3 separate regions of the Mus musculus genome follow, and all the other regions are linked to region 2. Evidence: chromatin contacts called from public HiChIP or PLAC-seq data. All regions are on one chromosome and are shown on one strand. The core of a region is the stretch at or near the end of the contact, and the rest is flanking DNA. Distances in the headings are between cores, read along the strand shown. Region 1 has its middle 8.3 kb from the start of Gm24867. Region 2 holds the start of Wtap (Wilms tumour 1-associating protein). Region 3 holds the start of Tcte2 (t-complex-associated testis expressed 2).

Region 1 (4,170 bases), core at 1,171-3,670, 690 kb before region 2:
GTGCTGTGGGCGGGGCCTTGACTGTCATTCACTGTGGACAAGACCTTGGTATCATATGCTCCATGAATGCTGGCAGGAACAGTAGGGAACTAATGACTGTCCTACTTTGCTTTTTTGTTACTGTGATAAAGATGACCCATGCAGATGAAAGGATTGTATTCTCCCATCAAGAGGAGCTCAAGACAGGAACCTGGAGGCAAGCACTCAGGCAGAGACCATTGAGGAGTGCTGCTTACTGGCTTGCTTCTAAACTATACTTCTTATATAGCCCAGGCCTACATGCCTAGGGATGGTACCACCCACAGTGGGCTGGCTGCTCCTATATCAATTAGCAGTCAAGAAAATACCTCCCAGATATGCCTATAGGTTAATCTGATAAGGGCAATTCCTTGATTGGTGGTCCTTAGCATGTCAAGGTGACAGTTTAAGCTAATTATGACACTGAGATTATTATTTTCTGTGTATTGATACTTTGTGTGTCTTTCTTTGTACACGTGCATACTTGTGTGAGTTGAGGCCAGAGGCCCATGGTAAGTAGCTTCAATTCCTCTCTGACTTGTTTGTTTTGAGTCAAGGTCACACTGTGTAGCTCTAGATAACCAGGAACTATGTAGACCATCTTAGCTTCAAGCTCATAAGAGATCCACCTGCCTCTGTTTCCTAAGTGCTGGGATCAAAGGTGTGCAGTACCACATGCAGCCACTCTGCCTTATATTTAGACATGGTCTCTCACTGAACCTGGACCTCAACCAAACCCAATCCTCTGCAGGAGAAGCGGCTGCTCTTGCCATCATCTCTCCAAGCAGTTTGGGTTTCTAGAAGGAAGGTTCCAGCTGCACAGTTACTCCCAAAATGCCATGCGACTCGGTTGCTGCTCCCTGCTCCTGCTCCGTTATGCATTTCTGATTCCTGGGTGCTTTGCTCACATTCTTACTTTGCTTCACTAAAACTTAGCCTCATAATTAGACTTGGAAGCCCACTCTTTCACATATTTTAAGGAGTCCAGTGGTCTTGGCCAGCATCTTTATCCTTGGACTTTCACATGCCAGAGCAAACCTTTCCTAAAAGAAGTACATCTTTCATAAATTCTGTATTTAACACAATTGCTTTGAACTAAGGCTTGATGACCAAAGAGTGAGAATATAAGTTTAAACGCACAAGCCCGTCTTTACTTACAATGAGACCGGATGAATTTGAGATTTGAGGATTGCAACTTTCAACTCATGTTAGTGCTGCGACCTCATGGGCAGCCTGAAGGGTCAGGGTCAGAGGTCATCTTGCTTGTTTCTCTTTCTCTCTGTGCAAGCGTGTGAGTGTGTGAGTGTGTTTTTTCTAAACGTTAAAGTTTTGACTTTACTTTTTGGCCTATCTGGATAGGCTATTTGAAGGGTAGACGGGGTGTATTTTGAGATACCCCTTTTTTCAACCCCCTAATCTCAGTGTTAGGGAGGCACATAATCACAGACTCAAAATGCAACAGGCCTAAAACACAGCATTTCCCTGCACCAATGATCTGCAAGCAGAATATTCCGATCAGAACTTTAAGATGCCCTCTGGTGCTCTGTCCCTTCAAGATGTGGCCCTCTGGCCTGCAAGGTTGCTGATCCTAGGCTCGGTCTGGCTGCATCACACTGGACTGTGTGGTTTTAGGTCTGTGCTGAATAGGAGGAAATGGGCGGTGCTCCCAGCTAGAGAGGCAGAAACTCTGACTCAGGCCGGCTTTAAACTAAAGAGGAAGTGGATCACCTCACGCTCCAGGAAAAAGGAAGCCCAGGGCGGGCGTGGCCAGCCCTCCGGATGAATCAACTCTTAACAAAGGCACCTGGCGGGCTGCTTGGGTAGGCGGTCTGTTCTTCCCCAGGCTGCCCCAGTGGGAGCTTTAGTCTGACCCTGCCTTCACTTCTAAGCAGATACAGGGTGGGGTCCTTGGTTGCGCCAGCCTTTGAGGTGGACCCAGCTCCCAGTCAAGGGATTTGACCCTCTGCGGTCAGAGGATTGGCTCGAACTCTTCCCCCTCCCAGGGCAGAGGCCCTGAAAGGAGACAACTTGTAAGCAGTCTAGGCAGCCCCACCCTGGGGTGGGCTGGCCTGCCATAATTAACCAATCCCCATAGTGTCTGGTGTCTGATGTTCTCACCATTGTGGTGAGACCAATCAGATCCACCCCTGCAACCTAGAAAAAAGATCCCAGGGGGAACAGATAAAACTCTGAACAAAACTGCTTTTGTCGGTGGAGCGAGGTGGTCCCCGGTTAGCATTGAGGCAGATTCTTACATCCTCCTCTGTCTTCAGTTGGAGAAGGAAAAAAAAAAGAGAGAGAGAGAGAGAGCCACAGGGAGACCTACTGGAGGTTCTTTAGCCTCTGAGGTACAGGAAAGACCCGGGGGCTGAGCTGGCTGTGTGGGGAAGGAGATGGCACCAGGGTTCAGAGCCTCCACAGTCTTTCAGGGCTAGGACTTAGAGATTCGGGGTAAAGTGCAGAGCCCAGTAGCTGTGTTTGGAACCCAACATATCTCAAGGACAGAGTATGGGCTGGACTGTGATCCAAGGTAAGGTAGAGAGAGTGGGGAGGAGGGCAGTCTGGAAGCGGGGGTGAGGGGCTTAGACTCTCCTGGGAGCCCTTGTACCAAGGGCGGGACAGAAAGGACTTGTGTTCAGGCAACACTCCTGCATGCAGGGCACACAGACTCCTGAGTGTGGCTATCTTAGGCCAGGTCCCAGCAGGCTTCTTTAGCCTCAGAGCAGCAGAGGATTCTGGTTGCTGTGGGCGCTGAGTGTGGGGACAGGATGGGGAGTGACTGTCTCAGCCACAGTGCTGGGTTTTCCGCAAGGCATGTCAAGCTCTTGCTAATACTCATATAACCCTACGGGTTCTCCAGCAGACCTCTCCACTCACTTCCACATGCTCACGCCTGCTCCCTTCAGTTCATAAGCTTCCTCCTTCCTCTGCCCTGTGGCTTTGCCAGGGGCCTCTTTCCACATCCCTGCCTGGAGGCACTGGAGACATTCCTGGCAGACATCAGGGAGTATCTGGCTGGTGGCTCATAGGCCATGGAATGTGCAGAGTCTGAAGGTGTGTTTCACCCGCCTTCTGCCCCAAGGTGACTTATTCTCTGGAGTGGCTTGGGGACTGTTGGGGCTGAACAGCAAGCCATTTACCGGAGAGGACAGTGTGTGCAGATCTCAACGAGCGTATTTGGCCACATGACCCAGGCAGCCTCCTCATCTTCCCACATCTCAATTCTCTTGTGGTTTTGTGGTCAGCCTCAGATTAAATCATGGTTGCCTGGCAGCTGAGACTTGTGAGAGAGTCGCTTTCTCCCAGAGTTACCTGAGATGGGCACAGTCACAGGCTGATGTAGACCAAGGATCCTGAGAAGGCTCTGGGCCCTGACAACCTGTAGAGAGCTTGACCCACCTGTCAGAGTTAGGAGATGGGAGAAACATGCAGGCATTTAGGCTCAAACCTGACTAAGAACAAATTGTTCTATTGTAGTGTATGTGTGCACGTATATGTTCATGTGTACACAGTAATTCTGCATATCACTGCAGGGGCCATATGTCTTTCCCCCTCATGCTCTCCACCTGATTTTTAAAGTCAGTGCTAACATTGAGCCTTGGGCTTACTAATTAAGCTGCTAGGACTGAAGGGCAGCAAGCTCTGGGAATCCTGACTCTCCCTTCCCAGCACTGGATTTGCAGACATGCAGTGCAGAACCCAAATGTTTACAGAGGTGTTGGGGGTCCAAAGTCAGGCTTTCAAGCTGGTGAGGCAAGGGCTTTGCTGACTGAGCCGTTTAAACAGTCTGGGACCTGGAGATACAGCTTAGCCCCAGTACAGTTCTAAGCAACCCTATCCGGCAGTTCACCACTGCCTGTAACTCCAGCGCCCTCTTATGGACTCCAAGGGTACCTGCATACCCATGTGCATATACGCCTACCCCATATGCACTGCTCTCTCGTTCTCTCTCTCTCTCTCTCTCTCTCTCTCTCTCTCTCTCGTGTGTGTGTGTGTGTGTGTGTGTGTGTGTGTGTGTGTGTGAAATTAAAAATTTTTTTTTTTTTTTGGTTTTTTGAGACAGGGTTTCTCTGTGTAACCCTGGCTGTCCGGGAACTCACTTTGTAGACCAGGCTGGCCTCGAACTCAGAAATCTGCCTGCCTCTGTCTCCC
Region 2 (3,717 bases), core at 626-3,125:
AACAACTGCTAGATCCTTGGACTTCCATTCACAGCTGCTGCTGACCATTGTTGGGAGTTGGACTACAGACTGTAAGTCATCAACAAATTCCCTTACTATATAGAGACTACCCATAAGTTCTGTGACTCTAGAGAACCCTGACTAGTACAATGTGTTCAAATATATGTGTCTGTACCACAATATGCCTACCAAGACCAGAAATGGTCATCAGGTCTTCTGGAACTAGAGTTACAATTGTGAGCCATGATGTGGGTGCTGGAAATTGAATCCAGGTCCTCTGAAAGAGCAACAAGTACTCTTAATCACTGAGCCATCTCTCCAGCCCCAAGTTAATCTTTAAATTTAAAATAGTGTCTCTGAACTTCTTTGGTATTTGAATTTGTATCTCATTATCTTTTACACTAGAAATCTTTGAAGAAAGTAACATTAAAATGTTTGTACTACAATATATGTAACTTCAAAACCATAGCAACAATGTTATAACTACAAATCACTTAGTGAAACTGAGTGATTCTTAGGTATCTAGGACAGAGCCCTCTGTAGGCACAGAGCCAGAGCATGAAATTCAAACACTGCAGCTATATTCTTTCTTTTGTGTATCTTTCAGTTCCGCTATCAATTTTAATTTGAATTGATTCCTTTCAATTTGTTTTGGACTCTGGAGGGATTTTCTTGTTTTACCTATTCGTTTCATAAGTTTTGAAAACTCACAAGTCTTGCTGTTTCTACCTTTATCTCCTACAGCCATTACCCTCTTTTGAGTAACTATTAAGTTTCTGCAATATTCTTCCATTTTCTCGATATGTGCCTACATATATGTGTATATGTATTTCTACACCTTGCTTTATTCACTCAAGCCAGGACTCATTCCAAAGTAACACATAACTATTAATGTCTGCATCCTCACCAGGAAACAGGATTTCAATGTATATTTCCATTATAAACAAAGTTGATCCTCCTTCTATGGAATATTTTAAGGATCTGTGAACCATCTGTTCACGTCCTTCTCCATTTTCTTTAGTTTTCCAAGGACCCTGCGATGTAAACTACCTAGTGGTGGCATCTGGTCTCTACTGTAACTGTATCCTTATAAATGATCTCAGGCAGGGCACCTACGCTGGGGATTAACCGGGCTCATAAAACCGACTAAGCCTAAATATGACTGTCCCATCTGGGAAGTGCTGAAGAGACTGCCGAGCACCGCTGTTCTTGCTAGAGTACTCCAGAACCCTCACCCGGCTGCCTTCCCGGGGCTTCCAGTCTGCCCACACGCGCAGCCTCCTGGCTCCTCGACTCAAACCCAAAGACGCCCCGGGGCAAAGCCGGCGGCCCCAAGAACGGCGACGGCTTCTAAGTCCCCCTCCCCCGCCCCCAACTTAAAACGAGGGGCGCTTAAGCATGAAGCCGCTGTCTCCCCGTTCCGGCACGATGCGCGGAAGCATCCTGAGCTGTGAGACTGCCTGGAAGAGCCAATCACGCGCTTGTCGGCTCGGATTCCTCCGCCCAGGCCGCGCAGCAGCCGCAGGTGGCCCCGCCGAGCTTGTCCGGCAGCGGCCGTCGTCCCGAGATGCCTCGCGGGTGACCTCCGACCTCGCGGGCCCGCCCTTCTCTCCGGCCGCTTCCCTTCCCAGCCCCGCTGAGCTTGCAGAGCCCCGACGGGGCCGGTGCGGGCTTCCGCGGACTGTCTCCGTGCGGCGGCGGCGTAGTGCCGCTGCCTCTCCGCGCCCCGAGGTCCCGAGCGGGGCCGAGCCGGCCGCCCCTCGCCCCTTCTCTCCAGAGGCGCCCGGCGCGGTGACCGAGGAGGCGCCCGAGAGGCGCGTCTCGGGTGAGTGGGCCACGGGCGGGGTCTCCGCGGCGCGCTCGGGGCGGGGCGCAGTCCGGGCGGGGCGGGGCCGGCGGCAGGGCCGGCTTTCCTCCCTCAGCGCCATTTTGTGGCTGCGAGACCCGCAAATAAAGGTTCTCGCCAGCGCTGCGGCGGGAGGAGCGCGGGGGGGCCGGCGGCGGCGCGGCCTCGGCCTGTGTGACTGGCGGCGCCCGCGCAGCCTCGGGCTGGGAAGGTAGGTGCAGCCCGCAGCGGGAATGGCCACGAGGGCCTGTGGGGCCGGGGAGCGAGGCGCGGCCGCCCTAGACCCGGGGAAATGCACTCCGGGCCGGAAGGGCGACCGGGCCTGCGGCCGTGCAGGTTTCCCGTTAGGCAGAGCGGTTTGCTGCCCGTGGGGATCCTTGCACCGCTTCGCGGCCATTCTACTTCCGTCCCTGACGGCAGGGGACAGGGCGGGCGTTCCCGCGGCCGGGGAGGCGGGGAGGCCGGAGGCCGCCCTCTCGGGGCTGACTGGCCATGCCGGTCCTTTCCCCGCCTCTGTCGCCCCCTCCCACCTTCCAGGGTTCGTCACCGGGGACCCAGAGGTACCCACAGTTCTGTATGGCACAAGTGAAGCATTCTGTTTTGTTTTTTGGGTTTTTTTTTTGTTAAAAACAATTCCGTACCACGTAGTAGCTTGTCTTTGCAACCACGTTCACCTGTGGACTTCCATTTTTACATAAGTGCATGCATTGTGAGAGTAGTTCTTTTTTTTTTTTTTTTTTGACAGCTTAGTGGAATTTTTCGTGAACTTCTAGTCTAGTTTTGGATTTCTGTATGGCTGATTTGACCGTATTTAAAATTGTTTTGCATAAGACAGCGGGTGCACGGTAGAACAAGACCTAAGTTTTCCTCTCTGTGTACATGTTTTATGGGCGTGGGGGGCGGCTAGGCCTTGTGCATGCACGCTAGGCCAGCCTTCTGCCGTTCAGCAATTCCCCGAGCCCACAGTTCTTGGTTTGAGAATGAGGAAGTCAGTTAATTTGACCCCAAAGGACTAAGAATACACTGTAAGCTGGTTGTAAAGATCGGTGAGCCTGTTAAAGCTTCAAGGAGCATGTTATAATCCTCTACGTTTTATTTACGCCTTTTTCATCGTTTTCACGCTCTACCCTAGCCTTTTCATTTAGTTAATTTTATTGTTTGGAAAGATAGGTGGAAGTCACAGATCAGTTACTACAAATTCTACCTTTCTTTCCCTTTAGCTTATGTTTGAGCTTTGGGACTGGAGAGTTGGCTCAGCAGTTTCTCTTCCAGCACCGGAATGATGGCTCTTGACCATCCTTAACTCTTGTTCTGGAATTTTGACTTCCCACTTCTGACCTCAGTGGGTGGCATCAGGCGTGCACGTGATGCACATATATACGTGCAAAACATTCATAAAACATTTTTAAATGCGGTCTGGAGAGAGATGGTTCAGCGGTTAAGAGAACTGACTGCTCTTCCAAAGGCCTGAGTTCAAATCCCAGCAACCACATGGTAGCTCACAACCACCCATAAAGAGATCTGAAGCCCTCTTCTGGTGTATCTGAAGACAGCTACAGTGTACTTACCATATAATAAATTTAAAAATTTTTTAAATGCCTTTTTTTTAAACGCTTTTTTTTCTTTTAAACCAAGCATCATGTTTTCTTATAGGTAAACATGTAGACGATTTGAAACTATTGAAAACAGACATTTTTGAGGTGGCTAGGTTTCACTCATTCATTCACTACTGCTGGGGCAAGTTAGGGGAGGTTGCAGTCTACAGGATGGCTTCTGATATGATTGAAACTGAATTTTAAGGATTTGGGCAGATGGGTTTCTAAGAGTGCTTTAGTTCTTCACTCTTAAACAGATGAGTGTGTTTGTACACT
Region 3 (3,726 bases), core at 605-3,104, 770 kb before region 2:
ACAGAACTGTAAACGTGAAGGGAAGTGCAAGCTTAATCAGGATGATGCATTTTCTTTAAAGGTAAATGTAACCCACAGAGAAAGCGAAGACTCATCCATCAGTGGCTATCACCACCAGACACAACCAAGTCACAGGTGACACTCAACACTGTACCAAAATAAACAAACAATAGAAAACACTCATCATGCTCTCACCAACAAGCATAAAAGACTGCCCAATTAAACAAATACAAGGCTTAAACCTTCCCACAAATCAACTTCTGCAGGGAATCTTTTCAATGGTCACTGAACATCTACAGGGGTTGGTGTACTTCCTATCCTCTTGTAGAAACCTGCTTAATTGTAACAGCCAAATGGAATAAGAAGCAAACAGGATGGTAAAACTGTTTGCAGATGCAGCTCAGACACAACAGGCTGCAGCCACTGGTCTTACACTACTCATAGAACTCAGCTTACTTATATGATATAGTGTGCTAATAAAAAACAGCTTCAAATTGAACAGAATAATTTTAATAGTACTCAAAGATTCTCTAAAACAACAAAATAGAAAATGTGAGCTAGCCATTACATTTTGAAAACAAATTAATTTCATTATGAAAGGCTTTCAATTACAAGTTGTTTCTAAAAATAGAAATGTTCAGATGTAAGAGAGGGTAATGAAAAAGATAATTTCATTTAAGTCCTGTAATTTTTTTCATTGTCTACACAACTCTTTACCTGCAGAAAACTGGGGGGGGGGGGGGGGAACATTCCACAAAACATGCAACTTTACTGTTCATCTCTCCAAAATGATAAAGTTTCAAGTGAATGCTTATAGAATAGAATCCAGTTAAATCTAAAATATTTAATTTAAAATGTTTTAAAGCTAACTCCTCAATTTAAGACTAAAACACTAAGCTGTTACTTCTCAACAGAAAACACATCTTTTCTTAATCAGATAAGAACTCTGGGGGAGGGGGAGGAACAAGGGAATTCACTTGACTAGCAATATTTTACTTGCAAAGTTTATCCTGCCATTTAAAAAAAAAAAAATCAAGCTAATTATTCTGAAAGACAAAATAATACTGAAACTATATTGATTCAGGGCTCCTTTCTAAAGAGTCGCTTGTAAGGCTATGAACGAACACTAACTACACAGTAAATTTGCTTACTAAAATACAACTCGTAAAATCGTTACAGAAGATGAATTATGAATCAGGAGTAACTTAACATCCACCGGTGTTCAAATTGGCCACCTGAACCTAATAATTTACCTTAGCTTGTCAAATAGGGATCGAGAGAAAGGGCTCTAACTAGGTCAAGTGTGCTCACAAGAAGGTGAGAGGGAAGGAGAGGAAAACCTGCCTTCCTCCACCGGCAAAATTAAGTCAATCTGAGAAGACTGCTCAGATCTACCAAATCTGTGTTCGCGGCTAAGCGCTGGCTGCTGTGTTTCAGCAAGCACCTCTTAGGTTTCAAAGCCAGAGCTATTTCCAAATCCGGCACAAGTCCTGGGTATAGTGTGGGGTCGCGTGGAACAGGTCTGCCCAGCCACAACTTAACCAAACGCCCTTTGGCCCGCTGTCTAACGGAGGCTTCCCCGAGGCTTCCCGCCGGCCACGGAACTCCTCCGACAGTCTCCCCGGTACCAACCGGCTGGCTGGATACCGGCCCTCACCCCACCCCCAAGATCGTCCAGAACGCTTCCCGCAGCCCCGCTGCGTACCGCCAGCGCACGGGGCTGGAGCAGGGGTTTATCTGTCTGCCCGCTGCGCGCCACCGGACCCCGCCGGGCTAGAACGCACGCGCGCCGTGGGGCGCACGGGGCTCACACCGCCGCGGGCATCGGCCGGTCACGTGGCCTCGGAGGGGCCGAGATCCGCGTCCCGACGGTTCGAAGACGCCATCAAAGAAACCGGCGGCGAGGAGCGCATCCCGCAGGGGAAGGCCCGCGGCCTGCGTGGGCCGCGACGGGGACCGGTGCGCTGGCAGGTAAGGGCCGGGAGGGCACAGGTGGGTCGTGCCGCACAGGTGGGCGGCCAGGTGCAGTCCTGTGGGCGCAAGCGGGGCCTGAGGACACAAGTGCGCGCCTGGAAAGGATGCGGGTGACACAGGTGGGGTCTGAGGACCCACGTGGGTGGCCAGGCGGAGTCCCGGGGACACAAGTGCACGTCCAGGTGTGTCTCCGCGCGCAGGTGGCCGGCCCGCCCTCTGCGCCGGCCACCAAGCCGCCCTGGACCCCGCCCGGGCGGCGGGGCACCGCAGGAGGCGACAAGGACGAGCGCCCCTAGGGACCCCGCTGGCCAGTACGGTGGGCGGAGGCCGAGGGGACAGGGCCGCGGGCGAGGGCGGGTCCGCGGGCGGACGGGCGGGCGGGCAGGCCAGCGGGGGAGGGGCGGCCGCGGGACCCCACCGCGCTCTGCCTCCCGCGGCCTCCGCGTCGCCGGCCCGCGCGCGGGCCCCCTCCCCTCGCACCCCGGCGGCGGCGGCGGCGCTCACCTCGGTCGGCTGGCTGATCTCGAACAGGTCCAGCCGGTTGGCGTTCCAGTGGTGAATGATGTCGGCCAGCTTCCGCCGCTCTTCGTCGCGGCCGCCCGCCGACATGATCGCGGCCGCTCCTCCCCAGGGCCAGCCGGGCCGGAACACCGCAGGCCGCCTCACCGCCGCCGCCGCCGCCGCGCGTCCTCCGCCGGGCTCGGCCCGCGTCCGGCCCGCGCCGCTTCAGCCCGCCTCAGCCGCGGCCGGTGCGCCGAGCGCCGCCCCCCGCCCTCCCGCCGCCGTGCGCGCCCGCCCGCCGTGCGCGTCCCCGCGAGCGCGCGCCGCGCCGCTAGGTGCTGCCGCGTGGTCGCGCGCGCGTGCGTGCGTGCAGGGGCGCGTCGGGTGTCAGCGGGCCGCACTCGCTCTGTGCCGGAGGCGTGAGTCCTCACCGGAGCCGCTCGGTCCTGCGGCCGCGCTCGGTCCGCCCTGGGCAGGCTCAGGGGTGGCGGACGAGCTGGCGAGCAGAGGGGCGGCGCCCTGACGGGCGGGGCGACCCGGAGCTGCAGAGCGGGATGGACAGGTGGGCGTGGGCTGCGCGGCCGGCGGAACTGGCCGGCCATCCCGCCGCGGCCCTGACGCCTGGGCTGCGCTGGCTGCTGGGGTCAAATCCCAGCTGACCTTTCTCCGGAGGAAAGATAAATTATTATGGTTGTGTGTGAGCGTCAGTGCAAATGTTTTCCGAGCCCTCCTCCGGCTCAGGGTGCCTTTTGGATCCCCCGCATTCCTCAACCCCGGCCAGGGAGCGGCGGCGCCCTTTGTGTCTCCGCGGAGCGCATGCCACCTCGGGGAAAACAACGAATCTGAGTTAGAACGGGGAGAGAGAGACACTAGCGTGAGTTTTGTTAATCTTTTAAAGCCTCCCGGTGAACCTAGAAACCCAAAAATTATCTTGAACAGCAAATGCTCTGGGGTTTAGAGAACGTTTGTTTCTTTGTCTTTTTCATTGCCTCTTCCGTGCCAAAAACAATCTGTTTGCTGGAGAACACATCCGGAAAGAGCTGTTTTCCCCTGTTCATCCAGGTAAAATTGGTGTTTGGCATGCTCTAAGGGAAAGCCTTCACCGGAGCTAAGAGAGCAATACGCTGTATTTGACATGCCCTCTTTTATTTCTGCTCTCTCTCCCTTTTCCAGTGAGAAGATATGTTTTCTCTCTACCAGTTAGATTTCTTCTTTTGTCAGAAAGAAGAGCATCTGTCCTCCAGGCTGGGC

Evidence for each region. HiChIP or PLAC-seq counts read pairs in DNA pulled down with a chosen protein or histone mark.
Region 1: a contact with region 2 is called in an H3K27ac HiChIP or PLAC-seq map of trophoblast stem cells, with 9 read pairs. The contact joins the enhancer-like site here to the promoter of Wtap in region 2. A contact is called at or near these places in 5 of 39 promoter capture datasets (the C10 cell line, embryonic stem cells and pre-B cells) and 3 of 115 datasets of contacts at active chromatin or transcription factors (extraembryonic endoderm stem cells, stem cell-derived neural progenitor cells and trophoblast stem cells).
Region 3: an H3K27ac HiChIP or PLAC-seq map of extraembryonic endoderm stem cells shows a contact between it and region 2, with 5 times the contacts expected there. The contact joins the promoter of Tcte2 here to the promoter of Wtap in region 2. A contact is called at or near these places in 4 of 39 promoter capture datasets (cranial neural crest, embryonic stem cells, neural stem cells and 1 more) and 4 of 115 datasets of contacts at active chromatin or transcription factors (embryonic stem cells, extraembryonic endoderm stem cells, pancreatic cancer cells and 1 more).

Annotation. Positions count from the first base shown.
Region 1 is chr17:13,681,556-13,685,725 of GRCm38.p6, reverse strand. No RefSeq gene overlaps it. Among named protein-coding and RNA genes, the nearest start is that of Gm24867, 8.3 kb to the right of the region's middle. Within about 2 kb of position 2,420, at least 331 of the 459 cell types and tissues checked have an H3K27ac peak or open chromatin away from gene starts, as enhancers often do. A contact at or near this core is called in embryonic stem cells, extraembryonic endoderm stem cells and trophoblast stem cells, where this site is marked.
Region 2 is chr17:12,990,417-12,994,133 of GRCm38.p6, reverse strand. It overlaps Wtap (Wilms tumour 1-associating protein), which reads left to right and starts at 1,875. Exons shown (of 8, transcript NM_001113533.1): 1 at 1,875-2,057.
Region 3 is chr17:13,759,531-13,763,256 of GRCm38.p6, reverse strand. Tcte2 (t-complex-associated testis expressed 2) reads left to right here and starts at 1,854. Exons shown (of 3, transcript NM_022311.3): 1 at 1,854-1,971. It overlaps Afdn (afadin, adherens junction formation factor), which reads right to left and starts at 2,716. Exons shown (of 33, transcript NM_010806.1): 1 at 2,479-2,716. The coding sequence starts at 2,583.